2 separate regions of the Mus musculus genome follow, and region 2 is linked to region 1. The links are chromatin contacts, called in public Hi-C maps. All regions are on one chromosome and are shown on one strand. The core of a region is the stretch at or near the end of the contact, and the rest is flanking DNA. Distances in the headings are between cores, read along the strand shown. Region 1 overlaps Stmnd1 (stathmin domain containing 1). Region 2 overlaps Cap2 (CAP, adenylate cyclase-associated protein, 2 (yeast)).

The links. A called contact is a pair of places that touch in the nucleus more often than the background predicts.
Region 2: a contact with region 1 is called in a Hi-C map of uterus, with 3 times the contacts expected there. The contact joins two enhancer-like sites. A contact is called at or near these places in 1 of 484 Hi-C or Micro-C datasets (uterus), 1 of 115 datasets of contacts at active chromatin or transcription factors (embryonic stem cells) and 2 of 9 other capture datasets (embryonic trunk and macrophages).

The regions. Positions count from the first base shown.
Region 1 is chr13:46,286,350-46,290,540 of GRCm38.p6, forward strand. It overlaps Stmnd1 (stathmin domain containing 1), which reads left to right. Exons shown (of 5, transcript NM_001005422.1): 3 at 3,313-3,464. Among named protein-coding and RNA genes, the nearest start is that of Stmnd1, 15 kb to the left of the region's middle. Within about 2 kb of position 2,227, at least 20 of the 459 cell types and tissues checked have an H3K27ac peak or open chromatin away from gene starts, as enhancers often do. A contact at or near this core is called in uterus, where this site is marked.
Region 2 is chr13:46,569,574-46,573,764 of GRCm38.p6, forward strand. All of the region lies in intron 4 of Cap2 (CAP, adenylate cyclase-associated protein, 2 (yeast)), which reads left to right. Among named protein-coding and RNA genes, the nearest start is that of Cap2, 70 kb to the left of the region's middle. RefSeq lists an enhancer at 1,747-4,191. Within about 2 kb of position 1,883, at least 122 of the 459 cell types and tissues checked have an H3K27ac peak or open chromatin away from gene starts, as enhancers often do. A contact at or near this core is called in uterus, where this site is marked.

The DNA of each region.
Region 1 (4,191 bases), core at 977-3,476:
AAATCCAGTTCTAGGAGATCTAACTGATAGAATAGTGCTTGCATTACATGGGGATACATATCCGGGTAGAGGTGTATATGTGTGTATAGAGGCCTAAGGTTGACATCAAGTATCTTGTTCAGTTGATGCCTGCATAATATAGAGGCAGAGTGTCTTGAGAAAGCCAGCACTTACTGTTTTAACTAGGCAGCTAGCTCTGGGGATTCCCTGTCTCTGCTTCCTGCATGCTGGGGTTCCAGGTAGAATCTCACATCCACCCAGCTTTTCTTCAGATTCTTAGGATACAAACTCTCCAGTCCTTATGCTTGCAAGTTCCAAAGCTCTTTTCTATCTTTTAAGACCTTGATATATTCAGGCCTTTTGTCTCCTACTCTGTTCCTCCATTTGGGTGTTTTTATTAGGTCTCAATTGTAAACTAACTAGATTAAGAAAGACGTAAGACAAGTCTGAGATGGACACGTCTCAGCTGTGTCTGTGAGGATGCTTCCAGAGTGAATGAACAAGGAAAGAAGACCCACAGTGGATGTGGATGGCCTTGCCCCATGAGCTCGGGTCCTAGACTGGATTAAAAAGGAAAAGGGAAGGAAACTATGAGAGCAGAGTCTTTGCTTCTTAGTCAGCATTATAGACCAAGCTGCTCTCAGTGTCATGCCTCCATCTCCATGAAGACTGTACTTCTCCCAACTGTGAATCAAAATAAAACCTTCCTTTCTCCCTTAAGTTGCTTTTTGTCAGCTATTTGATCACAGCAGTGAGAGAAGTCATGAACATACTTCCTAATAAAACAGAAGCACGGGGTTATTTCTAACCCCCCACCTTACCTAATATGCTCCAATGTTCCAAAACACAGAAGAATGAATTGAAATGATTGGCATTTCCTAAGAACTTCTGCCTAGGGCATTTACTCTACTTATTAAGACAAATACTTTAGTAGACTCATAAGACATAGGGATGAAATGGTTATATTCATTTCCTGATGTTAGTGATACTTTTTGGAAACATCTGGGCGAGATATGGAAGACCTGTGGTCCAACTACTCCTAGATCATGTTTAGGAAAGAGACGAGTGAGGCTGAGACCTTGGTGTTGAAATTGAATTCAGTCTTAGTTACCACTCTAACTAGTCTCATCCCCTTGAGCAATTAACTTCTCTCATATCAGTGTACTTATTGGTAAAATAGGGATTATAGATCTTCTCTCACAAATTTGTACTTGAACTGGGTACTATACAGATAATAAAGCAATTAACATAGTAAGGTGAGGAAACACTCGGTAAACAGTAGTCGTTACTATGGTAACCCTCCCTAACAAGCCCACCTTTTAACAATAATGAAACAAATAAAACCATTCTGAATCCATGGAGGTGTTTACTTATGACCTGTGCATCGATCGCATTGTCCCTTATGTTACCAAGTTCTGCTTACGGGTTTGAGCGCTTTCTATAAGAGCATGCAAGCACTTTGCAGGAAGAATGGGCCCTATTTCACATACCTATGAGGCTGAAGAGTCAGCACTGGAAAGTACTGCACTGACCCGCCCTTTGCTGAGGCCATGTGATAGTCAGTCAGAGCCCTCTCTCGTGACAGGTGGATTAATGGTCTGAAATGAGAAACAGCTGGTCAGCATGTGTAGCCATCTCTGCATATGTTTTTCAAACCACAAAAACTCATGGACGTTGTCTTTGTAACCATGGAGGTTAGGAACAGCTGCGAATGCCTCCATCCACCGACAGTAGGCTTTTTGAAGAGAGCTTACTGCGGATGGCTCTGCACAGTGTCGTTTTTGACTTGAGAAGCAAGGCCATCTTTGGGACAACAAGCAGGCACCCTTTATTTTATGATGCGGTGGTGTGGAGGTGGCTGATTCTTCACATGTATGATTCGCAATGAAGAGGCCTCTCTTAAGAAGGCAGTTTATAAATCCTCCACTGTAACTGGCTCCAGGGCTCATCTTTAAAGTCATTAATAAGATCTGAGCTGATAGTGCTCTAGCCCCAACTCTGGTCTGATTCAAGGACTCTATCAGAAAAGGCATGCTTTCTCTCTGTAGATTTAGCAGATGGTGAAACTGTGTACCAGGGCTGCAGACCCAGACAGCCCTTGGCAACCTCATGCTGTTTACCTTTTGTATACAAAGCATAGAAACCAAACAGCAGCGCATAAGAGTCACCAGAAGAATGTCTCAAGCCTTAGCTGGAGTTGAGCCTTGTAATTAGTGGAGCAGATCAGTGACATCCACCCAGAGTATATGAACGTTGTTACAACAAAAACTAGTGTACATAGCAGCCCGGAGGCAAGACTTGATTGCGGTCACATGCGACTCCAAGAATAAATTATGCTGATTCTTTTCCTCTATAAAGGCAACAGCAACTTGAGCTTCAAAAAATCACAGAGCTTTATAATGGAAACCAGATACTAGGGCTGGAGATGGCCATTGCCAACCTGAGTTCAATACTTGGAATGCCCATGGTGGAAGGAGAAAATCAACTCCCTCAAAACACAAGCACACTCACATATACATGCACTCACACATACACACTCACACACACTCACATATACTCACACATACACACATGCACTCATACATACACACACATACAGACACACACATACACATCACAGATAGATAGATAGATAGATAGACAGACAGACAATAGATATGGGATGAATGGATGGATAGATAGATAGACAGGCAATAGATATGGGATGGATGGATAGATAGATATGGGATGGATAGATAGATAGATAGATAGATAGATAGATAGATAGATGGTAAAAGTGTTGAAAAGAAACCTAGATATTTAGAGAAAACTATTGAGACATGATTTTTACCCAGTGACTTGTTAAGGCATGCATTTTTAACTTCTTTACTTTGTGCGTGTGTGTGTGTGTGTGTGTGCATGTGTGTGAGGATGGTGCATGTGTGTGCTGTGTATGCTAGAGCTTGTTCAAGAGAACATGCCTGTGAGCACAGAGCTAGGAATTGATCTCCAAGTATCCTGATCTATCACTTCTCACCTTGTTCCCTGGAGATAGGGTCTCTTGCTGGATCTAGAACTAGTGTGACAGCCAGCAAGCCCCAGGGATCCTTTTGTCCCAAACCCCTGTTTCCCTGCAAAGAGCTGGAGTTGTAGGTATGATGATTATGCCAGACATTTTACATGGGTGCTGAGGATTTGAACTCTGGTCCTCATGATTTTGCAACAGGCCCTCTTACCCACAGAGCACTCTCTCTCTCCAGTCCCCATTTGGCATTGAAGTGATAAACTCTTTATTCTTACATTTCTCTTTCTTTATGCTTTTCCTTTTGGAAGACCCAGTGGCCAATGGATTGACCAACAAACCCCAACTCCCGGAGAGTTGGGAGCGGCCAAAGTCATCAGACATCCTGGAAGAGCTAATTGTCCAAGGAATCATACAGAGCCGGAGCAAAGTATTTAGAAATGGAGAGTCGTATGATGTCATGGCAAGTAATCTTGTAATTAACATTTGCTTATTCCAAAAATTAGCAACCAAATGTGATTAATCACAACTCATTATTTCCAGTATACAGGACCTACAGTATAAATGATAGCATTTATCTAAGCCAGATTTGTCCTCCATAAATTCCATTATTGCTCTGCACACTGTGATTCTCAGTGGATTCAGAATCTCCCTGATCATTAATGATTAATGAGGGCAATAAAACATTCTTCAGGCTTTACTAAATTTGGACATAATAAGTCCCAGTAAATAACGAGCTCTCATACTATCAGCAATTTTTATTAAGTGTTGCCTTGTAGAATATAAAACTAAACTGCCGTTTATCCAAAAGGAAAAACAAAACAAAATACCAAAGCTCCAGCAGACGTGCCTACATGGGAACAGGTGTGACCACGAGGAAACAAGATTCCGGAAATTGTCAACCTGCTACTTCTCTTCGCTGATTCATCTTGTTTTGTCTTTGTTTGACATTAATGTGAAAAATATTTTTCTTCTGATTTTAACTGATTTGATGAACACCTCCACCTCTAATTTTTTACTTAAGTGAATGTGTATGTCTATGTATATGTGTATTCATTCATGTGGGAGATGCAGTGTCTGTCTGTCTGTCTGTCTGTCTGTCTGTGTATTCATTCATGTGATGAATACAGTGTGTGTATGTGTGTGTATTCATTCATATGGGGAATGCAGTGTGTGTATATTCATTAATG
Region 2 (4,191 bases), core at 633-3,132, 280 kb after region 1:
CTGTTTCGATGCAAACACTTCCTAGCTCCTTTCACACCATGTAGTTGAGTCCAGCCTCATTTGCCCGTGGTTCACCGGGGCCATGAGAAGTCACATAATTGCCCAATATTTCATAATGCCGAAGTAGTCATGTGGCTTTGATCTCAGAGCGTGTCTGGGGTAAATTACTTGGTGTTAGTGGCAGGTCTGGAAATTGTAAGGGAAAAAGCAAATGACTGAACAAGGCCAAACTCTGCAGTGTGTCTGAAGTTCATGCCCAGAAAGCGTCATGGCGTAGCTGCTGAGTCTTCTTGAAGGACTTAGCCATGATTAGCTTCATTAAGTTCTGCTGTCAGGGCCCATGACCAGACAGTAAATAAAATTAGGATAATTTTTGGTGTGTGTGGGGAGAAGGGAGAAGGGGGGACAGGGGGCATGTCTCAGTGATCATGCTAGGCAGGCTGTCTAGCCCCCAACACTGTGACAACAGGTACACAGCACCATAGCTGACTGCTTCCTGAGTGCTGGGAGGGGGTAGGGGAGTGGGGTGATGGGGGTGTGGGGAAATGGGGGGCTGGGGGGTTAGGGGGTAAGGGGTGGGGTGCTAGGGGGCCTGGGTGTGTGTCTGAGACCAGCTACTCTTGTAGAGCTGTTTCTATACAAACACTTCCTAGCTCCTTTCACACCATGTAGTTGAGTCCAGCCTCATTTGCCCGTGGTTCACCGGGGCCATGAGAAGTCACATAATTGCTCAATATTTCATAATGCCGAAGTAGTACATGTCAGGCACTTAACCAAATTAGCTGTCTGTCAGCCCATATTTTAATGGACTTCTAAATACATAATTTTTACATTTATTTTGAAAACATTTTTTAAAAAAAAAAAAGAAAAGAAAAACTGTAAGAAAAAAATTTTAAATGTAAAACCCTGTCCGTATCTTCTCTGCGCTATCCTGCTCAATTGTCTTCATTTCATAGTGTGGCCTGGATGGACCACTCTGAGGTGTAGCTACTCAGAATCTAACCAGTGGCTCCTTTTCAAATTGACACAAGATGCTCACTTCATGAATGCATTCCCTGTGTGACCAACTCAAAGGCACCCGAGGGCAGTAACGCATGCTTTAATTTCTGTAGAAACATGCAAACTAAAGCTAAATAATATATATATATACAACAGGTCAAAAATTTGTCTTCCTGATAGAAGGCTGGGTAATATTTGGTTTTGGTTTCGTTTGAACCAAGTTTCTTGCAGTGTATTCTCGGCTGCCCTGGTACTCACTATATATACCAGCTTAACTTCTAAGTCATGGCAATTCTCCTGCCTCGGCCTCCCCAGTGCTGGGATTACAGGCATGCATCACTGTGCCTGGCTTAGCAGCTTGGGTTTTGTAACCAATAGCCTTATGGGTAGTGTTCCATGTTGTAGACAGAGAAATAAGGAAAGGAAAGGTTGACTTTGCTTTTCCTATTAGTTTTGCTGCACACGGCGTGAAAAGGACCTAAACAATTGCACAGGGGCTCATGATTGAAGGCTGCCGCCCACATTGGCTAGAGATGCGGGCGAACGAAGACTAAAACGCCCTAGAAGGAAAAGAGACATGTCGGTTGTGTGATAGCATCAGGGTCTGCTGGAGTTGACAGCCCGAAGCTAAGCAGGCAGGACTGAATCCCAACAGGAAAGCTAATCGCTGGCTTATCAGGATGCGGGGAGGAGGCTGATCCAAAAGCGAGCAGGTGCTGACAGTCTCTACCCAGACTGTTTGCTTTAGCAGCATAAAGTGGTGACGAGCTGTGAGCGCTGACTGGGACTGGTAGCTTTATAGCTATTTGGAAGCTCAGGGCTGTGGAGGCAGAGAGGATTTGCTAAGATCCTGTCCTGCTGAACTGTCACTCAGGGTGGCTTTGTTGTTGTTTTCGATCTGATAAGGCGGCATGAGCTCATCTGCCTTTGTGTAAGACCTGAATCAGATAAAGAACGGCTGTCCAAAGGAAGTGAGGTGATTAGCACAAACTGCGGATCTGGGCGATTATCTGAGGGGTGAAGGGTTCAGGGAGAAAGAGGTTTTCCTTTGTTTCAACTATCTCACTCCAAGTTTGTTAGAATTTCAGACCGCAGTTGGTGATAAAGGCCAACCAAGGGATAAAACTGCATTTATTTGACTAAGATGATTTTTCGTTACCCTTTTTGTTTGTTTGATGTCAAGATAACTTTGAATTCTTTATAAAATAATTATCAGCTATTTACCATTCTTTACTGAAGAAGAAGAAGAAGAAGAAAAAAAAAAAAAGAAATGGCCTCTTGCGGGCCATCGTAGACCCGATTTAAAAATAAATAAATAAATAAATAAATAAATAAATCGGGAAGGTTACAAGACCACTCTCTTAAGACCTGAATCAAAAAAATCAGATTTTAAAAAGAAGTTGCTGACTCATTCACCAAAGCTTAGCTGCCCTGGAAGAGCCATTTCTTCAGATCTGCTTCTTGGCTCCTGCTTCAGCAAGCCATAACTGAAGTGGTCCTCTCTGGACAGAGCTTCCATCTTCTTACAACCCTGTGTCTGTGAACCCTGCCAACGAGGAGAAGGGAGTTCCAGCTGGCATTCCGATCTGGATCCGCCGTCATAAATTAGCTAGCCAGGGCACAGTCCGTTACTATTTATGGTCATGTTCTATATTTGTATGTGCTGGGGGATGAATCACATGACCAGACCACCATTTGCTATCGGTGTTGACGTATACCAGCCAGGGAGGGTCTCACCGGAGTTTTCCCCATACCATGCTTTTCGTCAGCTCTCAATGGAAAATGCAGCTCCTTTGAGTACTAAAGTTAAAAAAAAAAAATCATCCTGAATAAACTTTATATAATTGTCTTCCCAATGAGACAGACTGCTGTACATGCAGCAAGCTCATTGAGATGCACTCTGCCTTCCAGAGAGTTTCACAGATACGTTCTCAACGGTGCCAGGAGAATGGAGACCAAAATTCCTTTTACATGTTTTTTTTAACTTATTTCCTGACTTGGATGCTAGAGGCTCCTCATACCCATTTGTTTGGGGAAGAGAGAGAGAGAGAGAGAGAGAGAGAGAGAGAGAGAGAGAGAGAGAGAGAACATCTCAAACCGGTTGAGAGAGAATTTTTGACCGTGGACAGGGGCGAGAGAGAGAGAGAGAGAGAGAGAGAGAGAGAGAGAGAGCCTATTAATTAATTCTTTCCCTTTCTGTTCTGCACGGCTTTTCTCCCAGCATAGCTTAATATTTAGTTTCTGGTGACAAATGCCTCGAGAATGTCCCCCAGATTTGATACTTATTCCCTTTTGTAAACAATAGAGGAAAAAAATGTCTTTTGACAGATCTTATGAATTACTTGCGGTGGGAGTCATGCCTCGGTGTCTGGAATCACTTCTGAGATAGATGCTCCCGTAAGCAGTTCCTCTCCATCTCTGCAAGTCTCTGTTCAGACTCCAGCCCTCTTTAATCTTCAACCCAGCAAATTTCTTCTCTAAGCTTTTTTTTTTAAACAAACAGCTATTGGATGCTTGCTCTGACAGAGTCAGTGCCCTTGGCACTTGTACATCATTTATTATTTCATTTGTGCGATTATTGTTCTCTGTGAGAAAGGGATGTTGGTAGTGTGATTTTCACGGTCCATTCAGTCCCGTGTTTTGGACTGGTGAGATAGCTTAGCCAGGAAAGGCGCTTGCTGTGGGACCTGATGACCTGAGGTCTGTTCCTGGAAGGAGAGAACTGACTCAAGCAAGCTGTCCTCTGAAAACTTAGAGCACATGTGCACATGCCTGTGCACACATATGTGCACACCCCATCACCAGCACCCTCATTCACTAAGGAACATATTAGTGCCCTTTGTGTGTATGTTTATGTTGATGCATGTGTTTGTTTACATGCATGTGGGAACCAGAGGTTACCATAAACTCTCGTCCCCAGTTCCTCTCCACCTTATTTAGTCTGTGTATGGACTGAGTGTGCTGTGTGTTTGTGTGTGTGTGTGTGTGTGTGTGTGTGTGTGTGTGTGTGTGTGTGTGTTAGCATGTATAAGGGAGCATGTGTGCGTAAATGCACATGAAGCCCCAAAGGCTAGTTTGATATCAGATGTCCTCTGCCGTGTCTCTCCTTTCTGAGACAGGGTCTCTTGCTGAACCTGAACTTTGGAATCCAGCTGTCCGGCTATCCCTATCACTGCCCTCTGAGTACTAGGA